2 separate regions of the Danio rerio genome follow, and region 2 is linked to region 1. Evidence: chromatin contacts called from public Micro-C data. All regions are on one chromosome and are shown on one strand. Each heading gives the region's core, a stretch centred on a gene start, on an enhancer-like site or on the middle of the called end of the contact. The rest is flanking DNA. Distances are from core to core; before and after follow the strand shown. Region 1 holds the start of hivep2a (HIVEP zinc finger 2a). Region 2 overlaps aig1 (androgen-induced 1 (H. sapiens)).

The links. A called contact is a pair of places that touch in the nucleus more often than the background predicts.
Region 2: a contact with region 1 is called in a Micro-C map of caudal fin, with 4 times the contacts expected there. The contact joins the enhancer-like site here to the promoter of hivep2a in region 1. A contact is called at or near these places in 1 of 18 Hi-C or Micro-C datasets (caudal fin) and 1 of 4 datasets of contacts at active chromatin or transcription factors (caudal fin).

The regions. Positions count from the first base shown.
Region 1 is chr20:40,796,263-40,799,156 of GRCz12tu, forward strand. It overlaps hivep2a (HIVEP zinc finger 2a), which reads right to left and starts at 1,566. Exons shown (of 7, transcript NM_001030164.1): 1 at 1-1,566. The coding sequence starts at 1,566. The region is part of intron 2 of aig1 (androgen-induced 1 (H. sapiens)); the gene reads left to right.
Region 2 is chr20:40,968,920-40,971,666 of GRCz12tu, forward strand. The region is part of intron 6 of aig1 (androgen-induced 1 (H. sapiens)); the gene reads left to right. Among named protein-coding and RNA genes, the nearest start is that of adat2, 71 kb to the right of the region's middle. Within about 2 kb of position 1,267, at least 7 of the 62 cell types and tissues checked have an H3K27ac peak or open chromatin away from gene starts, as enhancers often do. A contact at or near this core is called in caudal fin, where this site is marked.

The sequences.
Region 1 (2,894 bases), core at 316-2,815:
AGGTGTTGGCATTGAATTACTTCGTATAAGTGGCCCTGAATCAGAAGGTGCTTCTAGAAGACCTGTGCTGGTTTGGCAAGAGCCAGCATGATAATGCTTTGGGTCACATCCAGGGATTAAATGAGATTCTGCACAATCACTTTGATAAAATACATGACCCTCTGATATCTTTCCCATTGCCAACTCCTGCATGGCACTAGACTTGTTGATATTAGTGTCTTGACTAGCAATTGCCACCATCCCAACTGTGACTGATTGTCTAGATCTTGAGTTAGTTCTATGGTACCAAGTTCTTCCAAACATGATCTCTTCATATGTCTTTACATTGGTGTTAGGTGGACTTATCTGCTGTTCAGCACTCTCGGAGCGAGAAAAATAACCAGAATCAGTGCTACCTTTACTGTGGGGGCTCAAGAGATTTTGAGACTGCTCTGAATCCAGGTCTTTCTTCTCAGTGAGTCTTAAGGCAAGTCTCTGTTTAACCGTATGAGACTCATCTCCTCTGCCCATCTGTCCACCAATAACTGAACCTTTAATGTCTGTAAACTGGGGGCACTCAGTAGCAGGTGATGGCACCCCTTGTTTTGGAACAATTAAGATAGGCACTTTCATAGATGCCACTGACAATTCCTCTGCTGGGTCTGCATATGCTGGTCCCCTTTCCATCGGGCTCTTGTCTGACTCGAATGATATCTGAGGGCTACATTTTTCAGGAAACATTGCACCTTCTGCTGTTTCTTCATCAGTGTCAGTGCTTTGCTCCCCATCAGAGTGTGCCTCTGCTTCCCCAACTGAAGATGCTTGATCAGTGTCTGTTCGGGTTGCTAGATCAGAGAATGGAACAAGTCCTGCTTTTATGGCATGAGCATGCGATTTTCGATGTTTATACAAATTGCTCTTGGTTTTGAACGAGAAACCACATGGAACACAGGGATAAGGACGCTCCCCTGTGTGGGACCGAATGTGTTTTTTCAGCACGCTGGGTTTAGCACATGCTCTACCACAATAGTGACATATGTACTTTCCTGGCTTCTTGGGTTTTTGTTCCTTCTTATGACTTTCATCTGGCTGCTCGGGTCCGGATTGGGAAAATTGGCCAAAACCAGCAGGAGACTTATGACGAGGAAATACTCCATGAGAGCGGGAGTGTACCGGATACATATCATCTGGTGGCAGAGATTGCAGTTGACCAGAGAAAGACCAGGCATGGGCCTCTAACCCTGGTTGTGGCTTTGTACCACCAAGGAAAGGCTCCTGTGGGTAAGAATGTGGCAGCTGGTAGGGGTAAGGCCGAGGAAAGATCTGTTGAAACTGACCTTCTTGTGATGAATGTGTCACTGCAGATGACATCAGGTTTCCAGAACTGTACTTTTGAGTTGAACTAGTAAGGTTTGTACCACCTGTTAGACTTTGCTCACGATGTGAGTGTCTTTTAATATCTGGGTCTGCAAAGGTATTTCTTTTTGTTCCAGCAGATGGCTCAGAGACCCATTTTCTTTGTAAGGGGTTCTTTTCCCGTTGCTCCTTGGTGCATTTTTGGCCAACAATAGGTTCATGTGGCTCCATTTTTCTTAGTACTCCAGTAGGGTTTCTTAAGATGGCTGTTTGTCAAATTTCATTCATGAAAGCTGTCATGCCAGATAAGGTATTAAGTTACTCCTAAATAAAAGGTCCTTCCACCTCCATAGTTCAAGTGTTGCTCCACTTTAAAATACAAATTATGTTCCCTTGTGACAATCAAGGCAGTATCTTTCCATCACTCATTTCAGCAGTCCATTCACTTATTGTTTTATCCAAGCTTGTTCTTCTGATTAATGTCCTCCTTAAGTTTCACAATCTACAAGAGAGAAAAAGAAAACAAAATCATAAGTTATGAAAAAGTTTAAACAATGCAAGAAATCTGCTAAAATAAAGAAAATACTACATAACACTACTACCCTAAGATTTTCAAGCTGATGTAAAAAAGCTGGGGGAAAATACTCAGCTGTCTAAACAAAGCATGCCAGTTGATCATGTGATCTGTTGCTCATCATACTTCAATTACAGCTTGCTTTCTCATACTCTTTCAGTTTGATATCTAGGCAGCTGCACAGCTGTGTTCTTCTCGCCTAGTGTGTCAAGAGTTTTCAATGAACTGATGCAGAGGAGCTACCACCTCCTGCTCATGAGTCATCATTAACAACCTTGCCCACTCATTTCCTTAAGAGACACAAACATATAAAAATAGCCTAAGAAATGCAAATGACATTCGACGTAGTGTGTGTGTGGGTGTTTAAAGGGCAAACTCGAAGCATTTTCTTCCTTAAGAGTTTCTTTTTTTGCTTTTAAAATAATAACACTGAACACATAAGGACAAAAGTGATAACATTACCAAAATACAGCCTCAAGGTACAGTATGTACTCAACCCAGCAAACAGAACATGAATGTGTTTGTAGAGCAGAGATGCTGAACACAGTGAAAAGTGTATCTTAATCTCAGACTCATTTTGATTGCAACAGACAGCACTGCCTGAGTATGAGTGAGGAAACTGTGTGACGCTGATGTCTGGGAGGCGATGTAAGCACTAAAAATAGCTGAGCAGAAAAACCACTGGTATTTATAGCACTTGAAACATTAACTTTTCGTTCATTTTGTTTTCATAGTTCTTCCATGCTTGACACAGGAAAGTATGTGTTCACAAGACAAACTATGTCCCTAGTTGTTGTTACACTTAAGCAGCAGTTTTGAACATACAGCAGCCTTGAGTTTCCAATAGCAATATGTACAAGAAAATTTCAGCTTAAAATTATGTAAATTAGTAAGTCCTTAGAGACGCAACAACACAGGAAGTGTAGAAAGGTTGATTCAAGATACAACTGATACTACTAACAAACAACAATCTGACCTTGTTTGT
Region 2 (2,747 bases), core at 17-2,516, 170 kb after region 1:
AGGCAATTAAATTTATAACAACATGTTACTTACTGCAGTAGTACTATACAATTTAAAAAAATACTGTATTTTATAATGTTATTAATAAAAAAAAATGCCACTAGATAGTAATAATAATACACACTGCTGTCATTTTTTATTCTAAATGATACCATCAAGCACAGTTTTCTGCTGATGTAACTAAACTAAATACACTAAAACTAGAAAGTTAAACTAAATTGAAAGTAAAATAAAAAAATATATGACCCTGGACCACAAAAACAACAGTATCATTACCGTCATCGCTTATCTGAAATTGAGATTGATATGAAAATATATTTGAACTGTTTGAAAATCTTGAATCTGATGGTGCTAAAAAAACTAAAATATTAAGACGATCACCTCTAAAATTGTTCAAATTAAGTTAAGCTTGCATATAATCAACAACAAAAAAATGTTTTGATATATTCACAGTAGGAGATTTACCAACTATCATGTATCTAATTATGTTTGGCATACAAGAAAAAAAACATGCAACAATAAATTTGTTTTGTAGTCCAGCGTCAAATAAATAAATACAAATACTGACTTAGTCCTATCACTTTAAAATAAAAAATACTGCACATCTCTGTATTTAGGGTAAAACACTGCTTTATTTATATATTTAGGCCTACTTATTTGTATTTATGTTTGTACTTTCGTTTTATCTATTTCTTTAATTTTACTTTCCAAAATGAATCCTCATTTCGCTTAACAAGTTAACAATGATAACAAAGCTTGTTAAAAAGTTTTTAATGATTAATGGAGGAATTATAATGCTTTGTTTCATTGTTTCATCTTCATTTACAAGTAGCAGGGTATTTACAGCCAAATTATATTTCTGTTCGTACGCATCCTATCCCTTTGTGCCTTCTGGCGACACAGTCGCAAACTGCGGTTTTACCTAAAAACACGTTCTTACGCCTTTAGTGTGGCGGCGGTACGACTCGCAGCATTAATGCTCCTTTTAAAGTGTCACCCACTGTATAAATATATATACATATATGAACAACATGTTCTGCAGTGAAGTTAAACACTTGAACATAGTAAAGACCGGGTTTTAGCTTTGCAAACATTCACAGAAGAACACGTTGGTGTTTCTAAACTGTGCTTGTGTATACAATCGCTGTGGTGCTCGAGTGCATGTCAGAACAGTCAAAAAAAGCAGCATTCTGTTAACATGACAGCATCTGTGTAAATTCCCCTAGAGCTGATTTAACCGTGCCGCATGCTCTTGTTTTCTCTGCCATTGTGCTGCGGTGTTAGCATTATCTCTGCTTGGCAACCACTTCACTGAGTAAAGCTCCAGATTGACAGGAGGATCTGCTTGTTTTGTCTGGCAGGCCTCCAGTCACTTACTAGGGACATAATGTGCTAAGGTTTTATGCAATGGCAGTTCGTTGCAATTGAAGTCAAACAAAGATATGATATCCTGGTATTTTATCAAAGGACCTGTTACTTTTTGGTTGAAAAGCAAAAAGACATGTCACGTCTAAGGCCTCTGACGCCTTAAGCTGGATTTTCTCAAATGCAATTTGATTATATCTGATTATAAAGGTCAGGATGAAATGTGTTTCTCCCCATAAACAAATCACACGCTTTGATTGAAAATCAGGGTTATTCCACCAAATGCTAGTTTCTTAGCACTTGAAGTAAAAGTTGTTGTGTACTATAAGAAGAGTTAGAATCTTATATTAAAGCTGCAAGCAGCGATGATAGGGACCTCGCACCCGGGCTCACCGCCGCCCGGTGGCCTCAGGATGACAGAGAACAGCGAACAGTAATAATTTAAGCCGATATATTTAAAAAATCTGAGAAAATCACAGATTTATGCCAAACTTCCTCCTCTCAGCAGGTGGCGCTATGACTGTGACTCAAGATTGGCATGTAGATGTCACCAGGAGAGGAATCTTATCAACCATGTGAAGTTTCAGGCAGATCGAACATTGTTTAGCTGAGTTATAAGCCAAACTGCCTTTTGTCAGCAGGTGGCGCTATGACAGACTCAATGTTGTTATGTAGATGTGTTCAGGAGAGGACTTTTATCAACCATGTGAACTTTCAGGCAGATTGGACTTTGTGTGGTTGAGTTATAATGCAAACTACCATCTGCCAGCAGGTGGCGCTATAACTGTGACTTAAGATTGGCATGTACATGCCTTCAGTAATGGAATTTAATCAACCATGTGAAGTTTCAGTTAGATCGGATGTTGTTTGGCTGAGTTATAAGCCTATCTACCTTCTGCCAGCAGATGGCGTTATGACTGACTCATTAATGTTTTGGGGATGTGTTCAGAAGAGGACTTTTATGAGCCATGTGAAGTTTCAGGCTGATCTAACTTTGTGTGGTTGAGATATAAGGACTTCCTGTTTCACGGCGAAGCGTTGAGGTTTGTCATGCCGCCACGGACACGCCCCTCTGCAAAAACTCTAGATCTTCACAATATATCATCACTTAAGCTTTCAGTTAACAACCCACCAAATTTGGTGCTGATACGAAAAAATTTGTGTGAGGAGTTTATAACTCTGTAAATCATGACATTTCCTGTGGCCAGCAGGTGGCGCTATAACTGTATCTGAATATCGGCATGTAAACGTGTTCTAGTCTGGACTCTTATTAAACGTGAATTTTGAGGCAAATCGGATAATGCATGCCTAAGTTATAATGACTTCCGGTTTTGTGGTGAATCGTCAAAGTTTGCGGGGCCGCCACGGACACGCCCATCGAC